Regions from separate parts of the Sus scrofa genome. Here region 1 is linked to region 2. A link is a contact called in public HiChIP or PLAC-seq data. All regions are on one chromosome and are shown on one strand. The core of a region is the stretch at or near the end of the contact, and the rest is flanking DNA. Distances in the headings are between cores, read along the strand shown. Region 1 overlaps NEK6 (serine/threonine-protein kinase Nek6). Region 2 has its middle 53 kb from the start of NEK6.

Region 1 (5,488 bases), core at 2,721-5,220, 77 kb before region 2:
CGCCACTGTTCTATTCCTGGGAGCAGGAGAAACCCTGAATCCACTCATCCGAGGCCTCATGTCTCACCAGAGACCTCAGAAAAACCCCCTAAGAATCCACCAGTCCACGTCCTGTCCTTGAAAGCAGGAAGACAGGAACCTGAGGCTCGGAGCAGTGAAACCGTGTGTCTGAGGCCGTGCAATCGTCTGTTCAACGGCCCAGCAGGCACTGGGACCAGTCCTCATCCTCAGTGAGGCTCCTTGTTCAGGGAAAAATAAGGAGTTTCCTAAACCATCATCTAGCACCCAGTGTAACTGCTGCTTCGCGCACCCAGGGTGTGGAAACACGGGGAAAGGTCTGTGTGGTCTGCCCGGGGAGGTGGGGGTGTCTGCTCAGAATAGGAACCTGCTCTGAACCAAGCAGATGGGGCGGGGGGGAGGCTCCAGCGGGAAGGCACACATGTGCAAAAGCCCGGAGGCCAGGCAGGACGAGCATTCGTTGTGGGACTAGCCCCAAACGACAGTAGTGGCCTCGGGTCTGCAGAGGGGGCGGGAGTCAACACCTGCACACCGAGCCGGTTAAGCGGTGCAAAATCAGGGCAAGAATGTGGCTCTCCAGACTCCCTTTCCAGTGCTCTTGTGCACACCCTGTCTCCCACGGGACCAAGCTTAGTATGATTTTTACTCAATGAGTTTACGTGATGAATCAAAGCCCCAGTCACAGTCCAGCAGCATCCTGCCTCTGCCAATGTTACGTGCTCACTTGACCTCCCCAGCCCTGCCCTGGTGACCCTGGGGAACTTGTCCATGGCCAGGAGGAAGGAAACGCCTACAGAACCTCCCTCTCGAGAGACCCTGCAGGGGGCCATGCCCCAGGAGTGCCATGAGGCTTTCATTCCAGGCTCCGAGCCACTCTGTCCTATTTGGTGCATATTTATTGAGCACCGGCAGTGTGCCAGCCCCTGTGCTAGGCACCGGAGGGATGCAGAGAAGGGGGTCGCAACCTCTAATTCACTCGGCCCTTCCCTCATCCTGAAACGGGTAGGACTGGATGCCCTACTCCTCGGGCCCAGGAGAGGGGTTGAGAGGCTGGTGGAGGCCTGGGGCTTGCTTGCTCAAGACCACCCAGCCGGGAGGTGTCAGGCTGAGAAGCTAAGCCGGAAACATCTGGCTGCAGGGCCTGTGCCAAAAAGCGATAAGTGTCCCTGAAGGGACAGAAGAGCCTGGGTCCCTCCTTCCTGCCCTGCAGGCTGCCCTTTACCCACAAAGCAGGCGGAGGCCGCGCTGGCAGGCGTCACCCAATGGTAACGGCGGGGCCCTGTCATTACGGGGAGGGGCTGCTCTCCTGGCCCAGGGAGCAGGGCCAGGACCGGCGGCTCCTGCAGGGCGAGGAGAGGCCCTTGGCTCTAAGCTGTCGTGGCCGGTGCCACCGAAGGACTAAACACTTGTATGACCAGTGAGTCTGGGATGCGGAGCACGGACTACGGGGTCAGCGAGCCCCTGGCCAGGTCTCTCTGAGTCTATTCCGTGGGGTTGACATGACCCGGCCCTGGCTGTGAGAACGGCTGCCCCTTCAAGGCCTGGGGTCCTTGTGCACCTCTGTCTCGGGCGGGGATGTCAGCCGACCCCCTGGGTACCCTGGTTAACCCAATGCAACAGCCGGAGGCATTCCACCCTAAGGCTCATCAGTGTTCTGTCCAGACTGGCAGGCCCTCCTCCTCTTCACACTCCAGGCCCCGTACCAGGTCAAATACAAAGCTTATGACTACCTGCAACTGGGGACCAGGGCCTTCTTTGGAAAGAGGGTCTCTGCATATGCAATCAAATTAAGATGAGATGGCAGGGAGTACAGTCACCCTCATCCAATGACTGGTGTCTTTATAAGCAGAGGGAAACTTGAACTCAGAGACACATGGCAGGGGCGGGGGGGGGGCAGGGGGAGGGGCGTGTGTCGACAGAGGCACAGATGGGAGTGATGTGGGCTCAAGCCACAGAAGACCAAGGACTGCCAGGAACCACCAGAAGCCAGGAGAGAGAGGCACAGAACAGACTCGCCCTCGGGGCCTCCAGAAGGAACCAACCCTGCCCACACCGTGATTTTGGACTTCTGACCTCCAGGGCTGTGGGAGAATAAATGTCTATTGTCTTAGGCCACCCTGTGTGCGGGGATGTGCTGTGGAGGCCCCAGGAAGTGAATACACTCCCTGCCCACCCCCGGGGGGCACAGCTGGCCCTCACAGGCAGCCGGGCTTCTCCAGGCACTGCAAGCATCACCCAAGACTTCCTCAGGCTCAACTTCCATTTCGGGAGCCGCAGAGGAAGTCAGTCAGTGGTTCCCAGGGCTGGGGCTTTCACAGGCCTCAAAGGCTTCCCCCAAGTTGCGAACATGGACAGAAGGTGGCCGACGTTCCCTGACATCTAAAACAAAATTTCCGTCCTGCATAAAGGGACACCTGACAGGAGAAAGCAGCCCATGCCAGACCTGTCCTTCAGTTTTCTCACGTCACCATGGGTCCACGACCGTGTCACCCAGCCCTGGGTCCGGTCTGGGTCTGGCGTTTGGGAACCAAACTGCGGGCTGCTGTGCCCTGATGGGTGACTTCGTAATGTCCTGGCCAAAGAGAAGGGAGGCTGGCCTCCTCCACGCTCGGCTGAGTACAAAACGGAGGTTTTCTCGAAACAAACTCATGCACACGAAGAACAGACTTGGCGTTGCCAAGGGGGAGGGGGAGGGAGTGGGACGGCCTGGGAGTATGGGGTTAGCAGATGCAAACTGTAGCATCTGGAGTGGATAAGCAATGAGGTCCTGCTGTATAGCACAGGCCATGAGATCCAATCTCTTGTGGTGGAACATGATGGAGGATAATGTGAGAAAAAGAATGTGTGAATATATACATATGGATAACGGGGTCATTTTGCTGTACAGCAGAAATCGACCGAACATTGTAAATCAACTATGACAAAAAAAGAATTTGGGGGGGTCTTTTTCTGGGGTCACACCCCCGGCATATAGAGGCTCCCAGGCTAGGGATTGAATCAGAGCTGTAGTCACCAGCCTACGCCACAGCCACAGCCTGCTAGATCCGAGCTGCGTCTGCAACCCACACCACAGCTCACGGCAACGCCAGATCCTTAACCCACTGAGCAGGGCCAGGGATCGAACCCGCAACTTCATGGCTCCTAGTCGGATTCGTTAACCACTGAGCCACGATGGGAATGCCTAACCAAAAATTTTTGTTACAAAAAGGAGGTTTTCTCCATCTCAGTGACTTGACAAGAATATTCCAGTTAACCTGTGGGTAATTCCAGTTAATCCCCTCTGAGGACTGGGTGATCTCCCAGCCCGAGGAGGAGGAGGAGGAGGAGGGATTCCAGGCCAGTCAATGAGGGAGGATCGGGAGGAAGAGAGGAGAAAAATGAAAAGGAGGAGGGACAAGGAGAGAGAGAGAGAGACACGCACTGACCCTTCTGGTGAAAAGAAAAGCAAATTGCGAAATTACGCAACGGGCAGACATCACGGGCCGGACGGCTCCAGCCCTCTTCAAAGGCACCTCGTAAACCCCACGCCCAGCCTTGGAGGGAGAGGCCAGATGCCTGCCTCTGTGGGGAGGAGCCTTCCAAACATCTGGCCCCGGTGGCCCGATGACCCAGTGGAAGCCGGTCACCCCTGCAATTCGTGACCACTGCACCCACGTCTGCCCCGTGGAAACCCGCCAGGCGCGCTGGCAGAGAAGCCTGGGGATAAAAATCTGTCTCTGTTCAAGGAATGTGTCTTCGCCAGGAACTCGAGAGCGCTAATCCCATCTCTGAGATGCCCCCAGCGTGGGGGAAACCTCTGCCCAGAGAGCTTGGGCTGACAGCCGTGCCGGGGTGGCCTTGCCGGGACAGCCTCAGATGCTAAGGGCTGACGCCGTTGCCTTCCAGGGCTGGAGTCCATCCCTCCCTCCCTCCCCTCCTGCACACCCAGGCCAGGGGCAGGGTGGGCCCCAGTTCTCAGGAAGCCAGGAAACACACTCTTTTCTGGGCTAAATGCCCAGATTCCTTGAGCAGTCACAGGACACGCTTCTTCTGAGCTGATCCAAAGCCACAAGCGTGGACTGGAAGTTTCTTTGGGCGCCGTGGACCTGCAGGGACACAGGCGCACCTGGAATTCCAGGCCAAGGGCCCGTCAGTGAGAGAGGCCCCAGCCGGCCCCGGACAGGCCAGAGGGCATAGACCTGTGCCCTGGGGGCTGCCTTTCCTTGCCAAGAAAACGAGATTCCTTCATTCCGTCATCCTGTGCCAGGGCTTTCTTGAGAGGCTCACAGAGCCCAGCACCGTGAGAGGCACAGGCAGAGAAAGTCCTGTCCCTCCAGAGGTGTGTAGTCAAGAGACGGCTCCAGACGTGGCAGCAAACAGACACGGTCATTCTAGACACAGTAAGTGCTACGGAGAAAAGCAGCCAAGGAGCGGGCCAGGTACTACGAATAAGGCTTCAGAGGGTCGCAGGGACAATGAACTCAGATGGTGCAGCGAACGGCTTAGCAAATAATCAACAGTCCGAGAGGAGGAGGGAGGGTCTTTCCTTCCTCCCACTGCACAGGCAGGACGACCCAGGCCACAGAAGAAAGGGCCAGAGCAGGGTGTCTAAGGACTGGCCTGGCTGGGGAGCCTCATCAGCACACCTTGCCCAGGAAGCCAAGGGAGAGCCCGAATCCCACCCCGAGCGCCGGCCCTGCCTGACCCCAGCGGACTCCCGGCTCTTTTTTGGTGGGAAAGCCTCTTCCATCTGGCTCCCCCCTGCCCCCCCAAACCATTGACACAGTCTAGGCTTCTCAATCATCTTGCCCCAGGCCGGCCCACAAACAAATGACCCTTCTCCTCCAGCAGGACTGTTCCAACAGGCAATGGCCCTCCCTGAATTTCAATTGGAGGTCCTTCACCTATTTGCTGGAAAATCAAGGCCAAGTTTCAGAACCTCTATGAGCCTCACTTGCCGTGATCTGAACACTGGAAGCCCTCCCTAAAAAGCTCGCTTGATGAGATGGTGGAGGCCAAAGACCCAAGGTGTGCCTGGCACACAGGAGGCCCACCTGCCGGGCACCAAAGTGGGGTGTGAGTGTGCTCTAGATGGGGGCACAGTGCTCAGGGGGAGGGAGGGAGAGGGAAGGGGGAGTATGGACCTGGTCCTGGGCTGCCGGGTCCAGCCCTCGGGGAGCTTGGCATTGGAAGGCAAAGGCCAAGGAGAGGGGCTGGTGCTCTAACAGGCCTGGAGGGTCAAAGCCCTGTGAAGACCAGCCCCGCGGATGACTGGCTGGGAGTCTTGGCCACCATGCTGACCTTTCTGAGTCTCAGTCTCCCTAGATGAGAAGTGGGTTCTGGTGATGCTGAAATGTGACCCCCACCCCACCCCCAAGTATATGAAGTCATCCAGGCAGTATCTGACACCTCGGTCTGCTCGCCCCCATTCATCCATTCAACATAAAAAATATCTGGACTGTATCCCAAGTGGGTCCTTGGGGGTGGGTGG
Region 2 (5,487 bases), core at 1,889-4,388:
GGAACTCAAACCCAGGCCACCTCCAGAGCCACCCCTTGCCTTCAGAATGAATGCTCTTCCCCAGCGCCTCACTGCCAGCCTGGGGCGCTGTCCTGAGGCCAGTTCCCCTGGGGGTGGCGGGTAGGGAATGGGGCACTGCATGAAGGATATTGTCAGATTTTTTTTTTTTTTTTGGCTGTGCCCACAGCATGAGGAAATTCCTGCATCAGGAATTGAACTCAAACCACAGCAGCCACCCAAGCTGCTGCAGTGACAATGCCAGATCCTCAACCTGCTGTGCCACTAAGCGAATTCCAAGGATATTGTCAGATTAAAGGTGCCAATATATATACAATGGCCTAGGACATAGTAGATACTCAATAAACGTGGCTTCTGTTTTTGGTAAATAATTGTTTCCTAACTGACTTTGGTGGAATCCTGGGCTCTTTGACCCTATCTCAGGGGTCCTGAGTGGGAGGAGGTGAAGAGGGAAGCTGAGCAGGTTAAGCTTGGGGATCCCCCCCAATCCTGCTCCCTGTCCCCCACTGCCACAGATTCAAACCCCCTATGAATCACAACATTTCTTTGTCTTACGTTTTAGAGGTCTGCCTAATTTTTTTTTTTTTAATGCTTCTGCTAAAAATCTGGCAGTCCACGACTGCCTTAAGGTTGTCAACCCAGAGAGGACCGATTGGAATCACGGGGAAATAAGAATCGCGGTGCTGTTTTAACAATTAAGTGTTTGACATATGCATTAAGAGATATTACATTTGACTGTCAGTTTCCTGGGGCTGCAGGAGTCTGTGGCTGCACCTGTGGGTTCCCACTCACTCGCTGTGGCCCACTTCCACCCTCGCTGATTGAACCCTCTCCGTCTGGTTGACCGCTGGGCACCCCTATGATTCAGGGAACCCCTTCTCCACCGCTAGGAGGGGGATCTTCTCTAATGTGAGCCAATCACCGTGCTTCCACCCCTCTTGCCTTGGTTGATTAGAACGTGGGTGACAGGCCTATGACACCACTCTGCCCACTAGACAGGAGGAGACATTATGGGGGAGGAGGCGTCTGGGGAAGGTGTCCCCTTTGAGCCATTGCAGAAAAGCTCCTTGTTTCTCCTGCCTCTCCATGTGGCTGTCTGAAGACGTGGCTCCTGGCCCTGCAGCAGTCACCCGAGACCTGAGGGGACAGGCCTGAGGAAAGTGACCCCACCTCCAGTGTCGTCAGCTGTGACTAGGGTAATACCACAAGACAACTGTGCCCCAAATTCAGTGAGTGACACCACTGCTCAGGCTCAAGGTCACGGGTCAGCAGGTTTCCTGTGGGTTCAGCCACTTCAGGCTGGGCTGGGCTGGGCAGGGCTGGGCCCTGGGCTGCAGACTGTGGGTTGGGTTCTGGTCTATTCTGCCAGTGTTTATTCTGAGGCCTGGGCTGAAGGGGCCGCGGTGAGCAGGAGAGCACTCCTCTCCCAGCCGATCACAGGGGCTCCAGGACAAAGCAACTCCCACAAAGGCTTTTGGGGACTGGCTCACCTTCCAACAGCCAAGGAAAGCCCAGCAGAGCAGATCAGAAGCCAGCGGCTGTGTGCGGACCAACACATCCAGCCTAGTGCAGAGCCCGTGGACCTGGGAGCAGGCCTGCCCACCTTCAGTTTCCTGTGAGACAGGACATTTTGCCAGCAGAGTGGAGGTTTCTGCTACTTGCAGCTGGGAATGGCCAGTGGCAGTCGGGGTGCAAGGAGGGGCTGCAGGGCCTCGTGGGGAGAATGAATCTTTAGAAAACGTGGCTTCTGGAGCAAGCAACAGGATCTGCATGAAAAAGAGCATTGCGGATTTGAAGCCCCCCTAAATCTCCTCCAGGGAGAAAGCTGCCCCCAGGGAGAAAGCTGTCGTGTGTTTTGAACTGAAGGCGCAGCTTCATCAACCTCTATATCACGTGTGGGCTTAAGCCCTCCCACTGTAGGGACCTCTTGGCTGAGAATAAAGCCATTTGTCACAGACCCAGGAGCTGCCTGAACCTTGGGCGTGGGAGCCTTCAGTAACCCCTGAGGATGGGCCAAGGCCAAGGCCAAGGCAGAGTTTGGGTGGAGCAGAGGCTAGAGTGGCAGACTCAGGGCCTCAAAGGCCAGCCAAGGTGCCCACAGGGCTGAAGAGTTTCACCACCCAGTGGGGGGGCGGGTGGGGGGCAGAGGCCAGCAGAGGGCAACACAACCCAGACAGATTCATGGCTCCATTCAAATCTCCACTGGGGTCAACCAGAACTACCATGAGGGTGGCAGGTAGGGGTTCGAGGTAGACTGGAGTTCTGGGGTGAGGGGAGGGTTGGGGGGCTGGGTGTGTATCTTCATGTGATTTTTTATTTTCCACCCATAGGCTGATGAGACCTGGACAGCCTTAGGGCATGGGTTAAGATTTCCATGTTGGGAGTTCCCATCGTGGCGCAGCAGAAACGAATCCAACTAGGAACCATGAGGTTGTGAGTTCGATCCCTGGCCTCGCTCAGTGGGTTAAGGATCCGGCATTGCCATGAGCTGTGATGTAGGTCGCAGACATGGCTCGGATCTGGCATGGCTGTGGCTGTGGCTGTGGCTGGCAGCTACAGCTCTGATTGGACCCCTAGCCTGGGAACCTCCATATGCCATGGGTGCAGCCCTAAAAAGCCAAAAAAAAAAAAGATTCCCAAGTTTAGCACCCGCTCTGTCGCATCTCCAGATCTCCAGTGCCCAGCCAGAGAGGATAGGGAACATTCACTCAATGGATGACAACATAATAATAAGAAGAAATATAAAGCAATAGATGCTTCTGTCCACAGGATGTGGAGGGTGTCCCAGGAGGCCTTTAGAAGCACCCAGGGTGTTTGATGTCCTGTAGACACTGGTGTTTCCTGCCTCCCTCCCCTTTCTGCTAGTATCCCCCACAGTATCCAGCCTGGGGGTTGGGTGGCAAAGGCTGGTCCACAAGGAGCCCAGCCAGGCTTGGGCATGAGGCTTAGTGACTGAGAGAGGAGGGTCAGAATTCAGTGGTTTCAATAACTAAGTGCAGGCGCCCTGGTGGGTGTTGCAAATTAGTGATGCGTGTGTGGTGAGGGTGGTGGTGTGTCTCACTGGGTGTGACCACAAGACATCCGGGGACCACACTGGCAGTGGGGGAGGATGGTGGTGGCAGGAGAGGAAGAAGGAGGAGGAGGTAGGTGGGTGAAGACCAGGGGAACTTCTGGGACTTTAGGGAACTCAAATGTGTCATGGTCATTCTGACCAAAGGGCCTTGGGCACTCTGCCCACAAGATGTCGAGTAGGATCTTGCAACTGCCTTTCTGGGAGGGGTTTTTGTCACCATTTCACAGATGAGGAAGCTGAGCCTCCAAGAAGGGAAGTGGCTTGTGCTGGAATGAAGAGAATGGGGACACACTGGGAGCTCAGATGACTATGGCCAAAGGGATGGGGGATTCGAGCTTGCTTCAGGTTGAAACCGATTGCTGAGAGGGTCCACCTGGGCAGACAGATGTGATGAGCATCTCTTGTGCTCCTCTGGCCTCCACCTCCCTTCTTGGAGACTTCCTCCTCCCCCGAGGCAGAGTCCCACAGACCCTGTTAATTTCTCACTGCTCTGCTCTCCTGATGACAGTGGCTGGACCAGGGCTGGATGCTGACTCAAGCTGAGCCCATCAGCTTCTCTCTCTCTCTCTCTCTCATGATTTTGGCATTGAGATTCAGAAATGCTGGGCTGCCTTTGGGGCTGGTTACTTGAAATGAGTCCTAAACCTGGGTGGTGGTGGGGGGCATATTTGGCTGCCTGTTCATAAAATAGCAGAGGAAAGACTTGATCACAGGCTGAAATGTGTTTGTGGGAGAGAGGAGGGAGAGACAGCTGCATGGAAGGAAAGATAGTGGCACAAGGAGAGAGACAGAAAAAGAGCATGAGACAAAAAGACAGTGAGAAGAAGGAAAAGGCAGACAGGGATGTGTTTGTGAGAGAGACAGAGTTAGTGAGACAGACGTAGTGGCAGAAGGCAGGTGGGACACCTGACAGCCAGGAGCCTGGGCAAGCTGAGGCCAGCCTCTGTCTGGCTGTTAGAGCCCAAGGAATTTGAGCCAGTCCTGAAACTGCCGCCAGAATGAAATCCAGGGGTGAACTGTAAACCGGCTCTCTGAACAACAATAGCAGAGCCCTAATTTGTAGCACTTGCCAATGTCCCTGGTGTAAATATTCCTACCATGGCTACACTCAAGCGGACCAACAGGGCTGGGAGGGTCGTCCCCAGTGCAGCCAACCAGGGAAACGAGGATGAGGAATAGTTGGTGAGAAATGAACATGCTGGCAGGTGTCCTGGGGAGACCTGGGGAATGAGGAAATGCCCCCAGCTTATCACTAAAGGGCCTTGGCTTGGGTGGACCTCGAGTCTCTGGGCTGCCATGGGCCTGTCCTTGTGCCCTTTAGAGGAGCACCCTAGTGAAGGCCGGGCCTGCGAAACAGGGCAAAAACTCATTTCAGGACTCTGGACTGAGAGCAGGGCTAGAATAGTAACAAAGAGGGGGAGATTTCATTCATTCATTCATTCAACCATGGATGAGCTCCAGCTGTAGCTCCACCGCAAAGAACAAAACAGACACTGTCCTTCCCTTCCTTCAGGGAAACTGGAGTCACAAAGTGGATGTGGGTGTGATGTGGGCTGCGGAAAATGTATGGTGAGAAGCTCTGGACTGGGCTGCCCAGGGAAGGAGCGCCAAACCCCAAGTGGGGGAGGGGCACCAAGGAAGGCTGCTCAGGGGAAGGGTCTATAAGCTGAGGGCTGGGGAAGCTCGGAAGTTAGCGGAGTGGAGGAAGGGACGTGGGAGTGGGTGGGGAGAAAGGCAAGAGAAGAGCCTGTGCAAAGACCCCAGAGGTGGAAGGATGGCAGGACATTCAGTCTGGGGGGAGGTTGGGGAGGCAATCAGAGAGTCCATAGGGGCTGCATAGAGTGCTCGGAAGCCATCAGAGGCTTTCAAGCTGGGGGGTGCTGTGATTCAATGCCTCCCTCCCCTTCCCATCATTCCAGCTGTTCTGGAGGCAAAAGAGGGGCAGGGAGACCAGTTACAAATGTCCCAGCAAGAGCTGAGGGGGCTGCCCATATTTCAGAGGCAGATGGGAGAGTGATTGGGGGCTGAACGAGTCATCGGGGATCCTGGTGAGATTGTTGGTCTGAAAGATCGGGTACCACAGGGGGAAACTGGGAGAGGAATAGGTTGGGGGTGAGGGAAGCTTTTTATGGGGGAGTTTTGCCTTTTTTTTTTTTTTTTTTTGGTCTTTCTTTAGGGCCACACCTGCGGCATATGGAAGTTCCCAGGCTAGGGGTCTAATTGGAGCTGTAGCTGCCAGCCTACACTACAGCCACACAGGATCTGAGATCTGAGCTGTGTCTGCAAACTGAGCTTAAGGCAACGCTGGATCCTTCACCCACCGAGCTAGGCCAGGGATGGAACCCGCATCCTCATGGATACTGGTCTGGTTCATTACTGCTGAGCCACAAAGGGAA

Evidence for each region. HiChIP or PLAC-seq counts read pairs in DNA pulled down with a chosen protein or histone mark.
Region 1: a contact with region 2 is called in an H3K27ac HiChIP or PLAC-seq map of alveolar macrophages. The contact joins two enhancer-like sites. A contact is called at or near these places in 3 of 47 Hi-C or Micro-C datasets (heart right ventricle and liver) and 2 of 2 datasets of contacts at active chromatin or transcription factors (alveolar macrophages and skeletal muscle).

What each region holds. Positions count from the first base shown.
Region 1 is chr1:265,101,118-265,106,605 of Sscrofa11.1, reverse strand. The region is part of intron 1 of NEK6 (serine/threonine-protein kinase Nek6); the gene reads right to left. Among named protein-coding and RNA genes, the nearest start is that of NEK6, 25 kb to the right of the region's middle. Within about 2 kb of position 3,970, at least 53 of the 83 cell types and tissues checked have an H3K27ac peak or open chromatin away from gene starts, as enhancers often do. A contact at or near this core is called in alveolar macrophages, where this site is marked.
Region 2 is chr1:265,022,977-265,028,463 of Sscrofa11.1, reverse strand. No RefSeq gene overlaps it. Among named protein-coding and RNA genes, the nearest start is that of NEK6, 53 kb to the left of the region's middle. Within about 2 kb of position 3,138, at least 10 of the 83 cell types and tissues checked have an H3K27ac peak or open chromatin away from gene starts, as enhancers often do. A contact at or near this core is called in alveolar macrophages, where this site is marked.